Regions from separate parts of the Pan troglodytes genome. Here region 1 is linked to region 2. A link is a contact called in public capture Hi-C data. All regions are on one chromosome and are shown on one strand. Each heading gives the region's core, a stretch centred on a gene start, on an enhancer-like site or on the middle of the called end of the contact. The rest is flanking DNA. Distances are from core to core; before and after follow the strand shown.

Region 1 (6,315 bases), core at 902-3,401, 470 kb after region 2:
CCAATAACACCCAAAGACTTACACTGCCCAAAGCGCAATATTTGGAGGGGTGATGAGCTTCACATCCATGCCTTAGAAGGGAGAGCCTGCTATGGCTTCCCACTGCCACAGAAGGCCCTGTTGATAGCTGGTCCTACCCATCAGACAGAAGGTGCTGATTCTCTGCTGATCCAGGCCTTGAGGAGTCTCCAAGGCAGCTAATCCCCGTCCTGTGCTAGGCTTGACTAAGGGCACCTTCTTTTGAGTTCCTAGGTAGTGTGGCTTTTGGCACCTGGTTCCTTCAGTCCCACAGGCCCACAACTCTAGGAATATTCTTAAGAATGAGTGTAGCAGCTGGGCATGATGGCTCATGCCTGTGATCCCAGCACTTTGGGAGGCTGAGGCAGGCGGATCACTTGAGGTCAAGAGTTCGAGACCAGCCTGGCCAACATGGTGAAACCCTATCTCTACTAAAAATACAAAAATTAGCCGGGCATCATGGCATGCGCCTGTAATCCCAGTTACTGAGGAGGCTGAGGCAGGAGAATTGCTTGAGCCCAGGAGGCAGAGGTTGCAGTGAGCTGAGATCGAGCCACTGCACTCCAGCCCAGGTGACAGAGCCAGACTCCATCTCAAAATAAAAATAATGAGTGTAACACTTGGGCCCTTGTGAGACCTTGGTCCTGCTGGACATGTCTGTCCCTAGGACAGGGATTCCTTTTTCTATGCAACCCTTCACATATCAAGGATCTCACTTTATTCTCTGTCTTGAACACCAGGGCTTTCTTCACTCTTCCATAAGGAACCTACCTTTAGGCAGTGGTCTGGTGGTAGATATGTAATTAGCTTTGGAGGGGGGTCCTGATTTCTAGCATTTGCCAATTTCCGTGATGTACATACTCCCATCAGGGCCAGTTTCAAGCTACCAACTTGCCATCTTTTGTCACAGTGTTGTGAAGAGATGCCCCAATTGATTCTTACAGGCTGGCATGAGCTGGAGCAACCATTGCCTTTGGGGCTTCCAAGTTGGTTTGTCTTCCTCGAGTCATCCTGGTAGATTTCTGCACCTGTCACCCCAGAACAGAAGTAGAAGAAAAATCCAAGTTGATTTTCCACACATCTCCCTATATTTGGTTCTCATTTGTCTTCATGCATTGATTGGCTTCATAAGCATCATAAAGTAGGCATTGGCGAAGGCAATCTTGACATGCCTGGAACAGAAGTTAAGGCACAAAAGAGATACCTAATCCTGTCTTGTCCTTTTGGATGGTGAGGCTTTCTACCAGGTTAAATTCAGAGAAGTGGAAAATAAGGCTTTTAATTGTTGAAAATTGAAACTTTTATTTGTAAATAAATTTCTTTAAAACATCACATACTATACAATATAAAAAGAGAGCTTTCCCTGAATTGTCTTTTCATATGTGGCTTTATTCTTTTTTTTTTTTTTGAGACAGAGTCTTGCTGTGTCACCAGGGTGGAGTGCAATGGCACGATCTTGGCTCACTGCAACCTCCACCTCCCGGGTTCAAGCCATTCTCCTACCTCAGCCTCCCAAGTAGCTGGGACTACAGGCACACGCCACGACACCCAGCTAATTTTTCGTATTTTTAGTAGAGATGGGGTTTCACCATGTTGGCCAGTATGGTCTCGATCTTTTGACCTCATGATCCACCCACCTCAGCCTCCCAAAGTGCTGGGATTACAAGCGTGAGCCACCACAACCAGCCTGTGGCTTTATTCTTATGACATTTTCAATTCATACTTATAGCTCTCTCAAAAGCTGATGGAAAACTGCATTAAAATTTAAAAAGAAACCAATTGATGAATTTCATTTCTTTCTTAGGTGCAAGGGAGCAGCCAAGAGAGAGACAGACACGATGGATACCTTTGTTGATTCTGCTTGGTACTACTTCAGATACACTGACCCTCATAATCCACACAGGTAAAACGTCCCTGCTGATGTCTTTGAGCATTTGTCAGTGTGGCTCCTCCTAGAAGCAAAGACCAAGATGGAATTAGACATGCAAGAGATTTCTTGGAGGGAAATGCCTGTGCAGATTAAAGGGGAGAAGAGGAGGAGTGGGCAGAGAGTGCTCTTAGACCACGATGGAGCTGTGACAGGTGTGAAAGGAGAAGGGAAAGGAAGGAGGATCAGGTGGAGGAGCCTCAGCCCACAGCACAACTCTGAGAAAGCCTCGACCTGGCCAGTGGGAAGGCCCAAGCAAAGCTTGTCCATTAGAGTCTTATAGTCAGGCTAAAATGGCTCTGCTCCAGCCCCTCTCCTGGGAGCAGCCTGGGAGAGCAACATGGGCTGGCAGGAACACACCAGAGTGGGTCCACAGATGCAGCAGCTGGAAGCTGTCAGTCAACTGTGCACCTCGGAACAGGCTCTCTTAAAGGGAGAGTGCTACATCATTAAGTTAGATTATTCACAGCCAAGTAAATCCCAAGTACAACACAAATACAAAACGGAAAAAGAAGGAAATGCTACTGTGATACCCTCCTTGCAGTGAACTGCATTTGTATGATTGTAAAGATGTAATGTTATTTATTTAACTGAAAAGAATAATGTAACTCTACAGAGAAGGTAGCAGGTAGGGAGGGTGAGACAGCTAAGAAGCCTCACCTCTTACCACATAGTAGATCATTTCCTAAATTGATAAATCAATAAAGAGTATAAACATGTTTTTTTTTTTCAATAATTGCTGGGAGAAACAACCAAAAGAATTAAAAGTGGCTAAGAGACAGCCCTGAGGCAAGGAAAGAATTGGGGCTGGAGACCACTGTTTTTCATTGTAAATCTTTCAGTACCATTTTGATTTTTAAGCTGTATTCATGTGTTTATTTGAACCCCGCCCCCCCCCCCCCAAAAAAAAAGAAACAAATTAAGGAAAAGAGAGCAGTAGGTAGCCTTATAAAGAGAGAGAATGAGAACCGAAAGAAACTCTTCCAGAGCCCAGGAAAAAACACAGCATTGTGCTTAAAAGGGCCTTGCCTAATTGCTCTTGTCCATGGCAGAAACATTCTGGAACCCCGTTGCCTACATATAAAATATGCCTCCCTATTCTTCGTGGTTCTAAAATAATATCTTTCTAGTGAGACAGATACTCCTGCCCTCACCCTGCCAGAATTTCAACCTGCAGTGTTGTGATTCTGTAATTTGAGTTCATATCAGATATAAGGGGGATCCTTGTCAGGCATGGTGGCTCACGCCTGTAATTCCAGCGCTTTGGGAGGCCGAGGCAGGCTGATCACCTGAGGTCAGGAGTTGGAGACCGGCCTGACTAACATGGCAAAACCCCAACTCTACCAAAAATACAAAAATTAGCTGGACACGGTGGCACGCACCTGTAATCCCAGCTACTCAGGAGTCTGAGACAGGAGAATCGCTTGAACCCGGGAGGCAGAGGTTGCAGTGAGCTGAGCTCGCGCCACTGCACTCCAGCCTGGGCAACAAAGTGAGACTTCCTCTCAAAAAAAAAAGAGAAAAAAAAGAAATGAGGGGGATCCTGAGTGAAAGACACCCTGCAAGGGCAGGAAGGGTGCAAGGCGACGACTGTGGCTGGGAACCACCAGCATGGCCTTCTCTGGCCCACAGAGGGGCTCCCCTTCAGGGCCTTCCCTCTATAAGGGGCCATTGGTGCATTTCATGTAGTAACAACTGGCTTAGAATGCAAGTGAGGTCAGGCTCTTTCCTTTCTCAGAGTGCTTCAAAGGAAAGCCTTCACACAGATGAGAGAGACCTCAAGTTACCGTGGCGGGAGAGACATCCTGAGACCGTCACAGCCCCCAGTTTGTGAACAGCAGTGAGCACTTCATTTCCCTCATGACACGCTGTAGTTAGCTTCAGCCCCAGCGCGAGTTCTTCCTGGGGTGGTTTCCTGAGTGGATCATAAATCTGAGCTGTAGCTACTTTCAACATTTCACTCCTTAATATATCCCAAACTTGTTTTCCGGCCAAATACCATCCTTCACTTTCCTTTCTTTTCTGTCGCCTGGATTGGCAGTTGAATTTCTTTAGGGAACTATTTTTCACGAAGAAAAAAAGTGTTTTTTAAAAATTTTATCAGAATTCTGGTACAGTGACTGGAGAACACCAAACTATATTAAGATGCATATATGTGGTGGTAGCCAGGCTCTTTTTTCTAGCCTCAAAGCTGAAGCCAGCCAAGTCTATCCTGGGGAAAAAGGTGGCTTGAGGTGTCAGGGAACCAATTCACAAATATTCGAAGTCCTCCAAAGGCAAAGGTTTGCTTGATTGGCTGACCTCAAGGGATGGCATTACCTTGGCAACACAGAGGTCTGTCGCCAGCCAGTGCTGCGCCTCCCACCGAAGGTCCCAGCCAGAAAATGGAAATGACATTTCCTTTCCTCTCCAGTGTCCATTAGGACCCAAGAGTATGAGAAAGTCTTTCTATTAGTATCTGTTAGGTGAGAGTTATTGGGCTATTATATGACAATTCACCTTAAATATGCTGCATCGCATTCAGTAAGCAATATACAGTCTCTTGCTGAGTATATTTTCAGACTGCTTTAAAAAATAAAATCAAATTTCTATTTTAAAATAAACATTTACAGCTGGGGCACAGTGGCTCACATGTGTAATCCCATAACTTGGGGAGGCCGAGGCAGGAATATCACTTGAGGCCAGGAGTTCAAGACCAGCTGGGCTGAACGTAGCAAGACCTCGTCTCCACAAAAAATGTTTTAAAAAAATTAACTGATGGCCAGGTGCAGTGGCTCACACCTGTAGTCCCAGCACTTTGGGAGGCCGAGTTAGGCAGATCACCTGAGGTCAGAAGTTCAAGACCAGCCTGGCCAACATGGCAAAACCCCATCTCTACTAAAAATATAAAAATTAGCTTGGTGTGGTGGCAGGCACCTGTAATCCCAGCTACTCAGGAGGCTGAGGCACAAGAATAGCTTGAACCCTGGAGGTGGAGGTTGCAGTGAGCCGAGATCACGCCCCTGCAACCCAGCCTGGGTGACAGAGCGAGACTCCGTCTCAAAAAGAAAAAAAAAAAAAAAAAAAGAAAAAATTAGCTGGGCATAGTGGTGTGTGTCTGTAGTCCTAGATACTTGGGAGGTTGAGGCTGGAAGATCGCTTGAGCCCAGGAGTTGGAGGCTGCAGTGAACTATGATTGTGCCACTGCGCTCCAGCGTGGGTGACCAAGCAAGACCCTATCTTTAATAAAGAAAAAAAAGTTTTTTAATGTGAAAATAATAAATAAACATTTAGTATCTGCATGTTAATCTTCATTGTAAATACCACATTGCCCTCTATTGGTAGGAACTCTGACATCTCAATTGTGTAATCATAATAATAAAAATTAAAGTGAATCTAGATATTCAAGGTGCATTGTAGCAAGATGCCTTTTTTTGCTGGTATGTTTTCCTCTTGTCCTCATTTTTTATGCAAATTGCTTTTGTTGAAATATGTCAGTAATATCTTCTGTAACCATTTTTATAATTTCATAAATTAACACTTACCTGACTTTTTTCTTTTTTATTATATAAGCTTTTCTCATATATATATTTTTGTTTGTTTGTTTGTCTGTTTTGTTTTTGAGACAGAGTCTCACCCTGTTGCCCAGGCTGGAGTGCAATGGCACGATCTTGGCTCACTGCAACCTCTGCCTCCCGGGTTCAAGTGATTCTCCTGCCTCAACCTCCTCAGTAGTTGGGATTACAGGTGCCCACCACTACAACTGGCTAATTTTTGTATTTTTAGTAGAGATGGGGTTTCGCCATGTTGGGCAGGCTGGTCTCGAACTCCTGACCTCAGGTGAGCCACCTGCCTCGGCCTCCCAAAGTGCTGGGATGACAGGCATGAGCCACCGCGCCTGGCCTTCTCTTATATTTTAAAAAGAAAATCATTGTTATTCCCTGATACAGTTCATTTCAGGGCATATGCATATTACAATAGGCCGGTTTAATTTACACAATTGTGGCAAAGCAGGTTTTTAAAAATGCCTCCATCTCTTTTTTACAGCCCTTTTAACACAGCAGTGGCCGATTACTGGATGCCTGTGGATTTGTACATTGGAGGGAAAGAACATGCCGTCATGCACTTGTTCTATGCAAGATTCTTTAGTCATTTTTGCCATGATCACAAAATGGTTAAACATAGGTAAGCACTTATACTGCTTTGCAAAATAATTGAGTTCCATGAATAGCAACTTTAAGCAGGTGTCAGTTCTTCTGAAGCAAGGTAAATGCATGTAGAATACTAGTTTTCTAGTATGCTTTAGAGGTTGTCAACCTTAACCATTTGAGGTCCATTTATATTGCGTAATCAGTTCTGGCATGTGATGTTGCATGCTTGCATAGAACCTA
Region 2 (5,932 bases), core at 2,291-4,790:
CATAGTGCCTGCCACATAGCAACACTCAGTCAATCTCTGTTGAAGGAAGGACAAACATGTAACTTTGGACAGCTTGCTTGGCATGGCAGGTAGGAAGAGAGTGCTCGAGAAAGGGAGCATCTCCAGAGGTGTTTTTGACTTCATGTAATAGGAAACCTATCAGTGGCTTAAACAAAAAGTAAGTCTGCAAGTAGGTAGTTATAAGTTTTTGTTCAGAAGTTTCACCTCATGGTCTTCAGACGGCTGCCCCAACTCCAGGCATCATGAGTGCATTCAAGGCAAGAAGGAGGAAGAGTAGCCCAACCACATCTGTTTCATTTATAGGGAAAGTAGTCTTCCACTTCCATCTCATTGACAAGAAATCTATCATATGGCCACCTGCAGCTTTAAGAACATCTGAGAATGCAAGAATGTAGCTTTTCCAGCCTCTATAGTGGAGGTGGACAAGAGAGAAGGGATTTGGAGGCAACAGTACCTGGCACAGCGGGTATGTTTAGAATGAGCCCAGTGCCACTCTGAGCCTCAGTTTCCTCATCTGTAAGGTAGGCAGGGTAAACTCTAAGGTCTCTCTCATGTCTAAGCTCTGTGCTGTGCAAAGTCAATGTAACCCAGGCATCAATTGCCACCTGGGGTGAGGTAATGAGGTGGGGACCTCCCTGAAAAAAGTTCATGACATATGGAGGCCCAAAGCATGACATATGAAGGCCCCCATGTCTGCTGATTTCTAGGAAGCTGCTGGGCTTCTTGGGGCCTTCTCCTGTTCATTGTCCTCACAACCCAAAGATCACCTTTTCAATAAACCCACCCAAAGCATTGCAGAGCTCTGTTGACCTAACCAGAGTTGAAGGAATCAGGGGGCAACCTTTCCCTCCTCCAACCAGCACACACATGGGAGGTTCCCACCTGGTACATCTCTGCCAGGCACAAGGAGGCAGAGGTGACCCAGCCAGGGCCCTGCTCCCTGGGAACCTCAATATATTCATGGAATCACTTGAGCCCTTGAAAGCTGTGTAGGAATCAGAGAAGATAAAGAGGGTTGATTCCAAGCAGATGGCAGGGCAGGAGCAGAGGTGTGGAGGACTAGCATAAATCAACAGGATCATGAATAGACAGACCAGAGCAACAAAATGTTGGCAGCAATGATAGTATCACGAGAAGTAGCATTGACTGAGGACTACCTATGTGTTGGAGGGAGGTTCAGGTGAGGGTCCTGGGAAGCAACTCTGAGATGGAGTTTAACCCACAGGAGACTTATCAGGAGATACCCTCAGGATCAACCCCTGTGCTAGGGAAGGGATGGAAGGAAGCAGGAGTGGGCAGAGGGAGAAGTCGAGCTGTACTGTGGTGCCACGAAAGCCTCAGCTGACTTCAGGGAGCCCTGATGACGGGATGACCCTTCAGCACTGTCCTGAGTCGGGGCAAGAAGGCTTATGGGTCAGTCTTGGGTGTAGGCTGCTCTAGAGAGGGGCACGGCCTTGGAAGAGATGGCTGTCTTCTGCTGAGGCAGTCCCTGCAGGAGGCTGAAAGCTGAGGACTTTCTTCCTGCAGCATTCCTGGCAGCCAGGGCAGTGAATCCTTCATCCCCAACAAAAGTCTAGGTAGCACGTCAGTGTTACCAGCAGGAAGGAAAGGCAATGAAGGCCGCTTGGCTAAGCTGCAGGATAGCACGAGGTAGGACAGCTGACTTGGGGCAGAGTCTGTGGGTAGACACCTCTGTAATGCTTCAGGCCCCATGTTTAAAGTCGGTTGTGGTGTCAGATGCCCATGGGGACACTGGGATGCTGTCCATTGATATTTGTTGAGTGAAATGGAAGTAACTGAGTGGGAATGGATAGAGGGGAGTGCAGACATCCCCCAAAGTGGTGGGGTCACCAGCAAGAGGACAAATGCAAACATACACCTGTCTGTCAAGATATTCCTTTCCACAGAAATCTTTAGTAAAAGGTGAACGATTTATATGATCTCAAGAGAAATCAGAGTATGTCTAGATATTTCAGCTAGAAATCAAGCTGAAAATGCAAACTGCAAAACAAAAATAGATTTTATCCTCCTAACTTGACCAAATATGTGCCTTCATCACAACCTTTGGGGCCAGGCTCAAACTGAGAATTTGTGGACACCTCAGAGTCCCTTGCCTGATCGCCGGCCTCTGACCACAGCCTGTGCCCAGCACTTCCTGTCTTCTCTCTTGCAGTCTCAGCTCTATCCTCTCAGCCCCACCCTACCAGCCCTCAGGAGAACTGACCCTGCAAAAGGCACTTGGCAGGCCCTGGAAGCTTGCTTGGGCTGTTTGGGTAGGGATTTGGGGCCCTGGGTACATGAAGTGTGGCCTAGGCTGTAGGTGGGCAGGTGCCCTGGCCCTGCAAGCTGCTTGATCTTAGGGAGGGGCATGGAGGAAGGAGAACCAGAGCAGGTGGCTGTGGCTGGGCTCCCTGGGAAGCTGACTCTGAGACAGAGCTAATTTGTTAGGGTGAGCCCTAGGAGCCACACATGTGGGGGCGGGGGGAAGAGGAAGTGGGCAGAGGGAGAGCTGAGCTGCAGTGCAGGCACCAGGCCAGCCTCTGTGACCCAAGGAGATGGGGTGGGTAAAGGCCAGAAATGACTGAGGTGGAGGCCTGGGAAGGGGTGTCAGCTGGGGCTGGGTGCTTCTGTAGCACAAGGGCTGCCTTTTCTCCCAGCCGCGGGAGCACCAAGACCTCCTGAGTGGGGATCTGGATCTGTACGGCAGTGGCCACCACAGCCAGGTCCTCAAAGTGCATGAACCATCAGGACCCCTTTTGCCTGGGTCTAAGGGGCTGTCAGGACTGATGGGATAAACGGGATGGGATGGAGGACGGTGGGCTTGGCCTGGGCGGTTGGCTCTTTGCCTGGGGAACAGGGGGACCTTCGGTGACAGCCATTTCTCCCCACTCCCAGTCTGCCTGAAGGGGACCAAGGTGCACATGAAATGCTTTCTGGCCTTCACCCAGACGAAGACCTTCCACGAGGCCAGCGAGGACTGCATCTCGCGCGGGGGCACACTGGGCACCCCTCAGACTGGCTCGGAGAACGACGCCCTGTATGAGTACCTGCGCCAGAGCGTGGGCAACGAGGCCGAGATCTGGCTGGGCCTCAACGACATGGCGGCCGAGGGCACCTGGGTGGACATGACCGGCGCCCGCATCGCCTACAAGAACTGGGAGACTGAGATCACCGCGCAACCCGATGGCGGCAAGACCGAGAACTGCGCGGTCCTGTCAGGCGCGGCCAACGGCAAGTGGTTCGACAAGCGCTGCCGCGATCAGCTGCCCTACATCTGCCAGTTCGGGATCGTGTAGCCGGCGGGGCGGGGGCCGTGGGGGGCCTGGAGGAGGGCAGGGGCCGCGGGAGGCCGGGAGGAGGGTGGGGACCTTGCAGCCCCCATCCCCTCCGTGCGCTTGGAGCCTCTTTTTGCAAATAAAGTCGGTGCAGCTTCGCGGAGAGGAGAGGCGCTGCAGTCTGTGCTGTGTCCGCGGGGCGGGGAGGAGGTCCCAGGAGCCGGTTCGAAAGCTCCCTCCGTGATGAAGTAGGCGAGAAGGGAGGAGGTGAAGGAGGGCGAGCTGAGCACACGCGCTTCATGCCACAGGAGGGTGGGAATGAGCGGAGGACTGAGGAGAGGAAGGAGGGAAAGAATAGGGAGATGAAAACGCCCCGGTCTGCTGCTAAGCACAGCACAGTTACCAAAGCCAGGAAACTAACACTGACACGATATTTTATTTACGTTACAGCTCTATTCAAAGCTCCAGGCTTCTTTTTGTAGAATCGTTTCCATCTGCTGGAATCCAGCATCGCCCCCACCCCCCGCCCCATTTCTAGGGGGATGCCCCCACCGCTGACCTCTCCTGCTGTAGATCTATTTCTGGGAGGCACTGACGTGCTGAGTCTTGCTATGGGGTCGGCGGGGAGTGGGGAGCTGGGCCTGCCCACAGGGGAGATGGGCATTCCCCTTCTTCCTCAGGACATCCCAGGAGCCAAATACGACGGCCAGCACTGCCCGACCCGTGCGTCCTTTTCCTTCCCACTCTTCACAGAAAGCTGCTCAGGGGTCCAGGCGCAGGCATTTTAAATACGTTGTCTTATTTCACCTGATCCACCCAGGACAAGCTGTGCTATTATCACCATTTAAAATAAGCAAAGTGAGTTGAAACTCATGGAGGTTTGGGGACTTCCACTGGTCCTGAAGCTGGTAAGTAGCAGAGCCGGGATTTAACCCAGGGCTGTTTCCAAAGGCCTTGGCCTTTCCACCACCACTGCAATGCTTGCTTCGTGTGGCCAGAACGTCACTGAAATAAAACATCAGAGAAGTGGCCCAGTGGTCCTCAGAGGCTGTTGGCCAGCTCTTGGCCTGACCTGGCCCACCCAGCCATCGTGGGCCTGGCTGTAGTGACCCCTCCTGGGGGAGTCTTCCTTATCCTTCAGCCACCGCCAGTGCTCCACTGTCTGGGCTTCTGCAGTAACTGTTTCTCTCTGGTTGTCTTCTAGTGTGTCTCGCCTTCAGTAATAATAAGTGGATGATAGTTTGATTTGATCGATGGAGATGGGGTGGTTGGGGGAGGCAGCTTACAGAGAATTATGTACGTACTTCATGCCAGGCAGCCTGTTCCTCATCATCACAGAAAGCACCTCTTGAAATTCAACAATTTCAACGATTGTTGGAGGAGGTGATGAGATCCATTGGCATAAGCCCAGAAACTGCTTCAGAAGAGTGATGTGGTATGTTCCAGACCCCTCAGCAAGCGAGAGGCAAAGCTTAGACTGAAATCTACATCTTGTAACTCCGAGGCTTGGATTCTTTTCATCCCCCACTCAGCTTCCTAGCGGGATATAGGTGAACAGGGTTTTGTTTTGTTTTGTTTTGTTCTGTTTTTTTGTTTTGTTTTGTTTTTTGTTTTTTGAGACGGAGTCTCCCTCTCTCGCCCAGGCTAGAGTGCAGTGGCACGATCTCGGCTCACTGCAAGCTCCGCCTCCTGGGTTCACGCCATTCTCCTGCCTCAGCCTCCCGAGTAGCTGGGACTACAGGCGCCTGCCACCACGCCCTGCTAATTTTTTGTATTTTTAGTAGAGACGGGGTTTCACCGTGTTAGCCAGGATGGTCTCTATCTCCTGACCTTGTGATCCGCCGGCCGCGGCCTCCCAAAGTGCCGGGATTACAGGCATGAGCCACCAGGCACGGCTGAACAGGGTTTTTTTAAAGTTCCTGAACTGGGTGGCTGCCCACAAGAGGGCACTCATGCCTCTGCGTGTGAGTGTGGAACCTGGTCGACTGCTGTGACACTCTTTGGGAAGACAGTCGGCATTTTCCACTTCCAGCAGCAGGTGGCAGTATGGGCAAGAGTACCATCACCCATCTTTCATCTACCACCCATGTGCTTACATCTGGGCTGCTGAGATCTGCATACTTCGAATTGAGTATACCTGTCCTTCAATCTTGTCTTTACTTAAAATTTTGACATTTTCTTCACCATTTTTTGAACATTAATTCTGATTTTAAAAAAAATTTGCATTCAAATATTATTTCTCTTGCTTACTGAGTTTTGGTATCCCCTTAAATTTTGTGCCCCAGGTGAATGCCTCACTCATCTCACTAGTCCCTGCCCTGCCTCAGAGGTACACACTTTGGAGAATTTCCCAGGGGTTATACAAACAATGATCGTTTTAAGTGACTCAGTTTCTATTACTCTTTTCTTTTGTATTACTCCTTACTAGAATTGAGCTACCTTGGTGCAGGCCTGGGGAACAGGCTTTCTTTCCCACCTCCTGTTTTGCAATCTCCCTTTTCCATTTTACAAAAGAAAGGCCAGCTCTTCACCCTTCCTGCTCTTACCATGGGGTGTGGCCTGGTGTGTAAAAAACCTTGGGGATGCCAAACAGAAGACGAATTGAAATCTTGGTTTAGGTGTTAAGTAAAAGGCCA

Evidence for each region. Capture Hi-C pulls out chosen DNA fragments and counts their contacts.
Region 1: a contact with region 2 is called in a capture Hi-C map of stem cell-derived neural stem cells, with 7 times the contacts expected there. The contact joins two enhancer-like sites. A contact is called at or near these places in 3 of 7 Hi-C or Micro-C datasets (blood, induced pluripotent stem cells and stem cell-derived neural progenitor cells) and 1 of 1 other capture datasets (stem cell-derived neural stem cells).

The regions. Positions count from the first base shown.
Region 1 is chr2:49,510,885-49,517,199 of NHGRI_mPanTro3-v2.0_pri, forward strand. It overlaps LARS2 (leucyl-tRNA synthetase 2, mitochondrial), which reads left to right. Exons shown (of 22, transcript XM_001147749.8): 14 at 1,823-1,921; 15 at 5,972-6,109. Among named protein-coding and RNA genes, the nearest start is that of LIMD1, 97 kb to the right of the region's middle. Within about 2 kb of position 2,152, at least 2 of the 24 cell types and tissues checked have an H3K27ac peak or open chromatin away from gene starts, as enhancers often do. A contact at or near this core is called in stem cell-derived neural stem cells, where this site is marked.
Region 2 is chr2:49,042,696-49,048,627 of NHGRI_mPanTro3-v2.0_pri, forward strand. It overlaps CLEC3B (C-type lectin domain family 3 member B), which reads left to right. Exons shown (of 2, transcript XM_009445339.4): 2 at 2,917-3,459. The coding sequence ends at 3,317. Among named protein-coding and RNA genes, the nearest start is that of CLEC3B, 9.3 kb to the left of the region's middle. Within about 2 kb of position 3,541, at least 7 of the 24 cell types and tissues checked have an H3K27ac peak or open chromatin away from gene starts, as enhancers often do. A contact at or near this core is called in stem cell-derived neural stem cells, where this site is marked.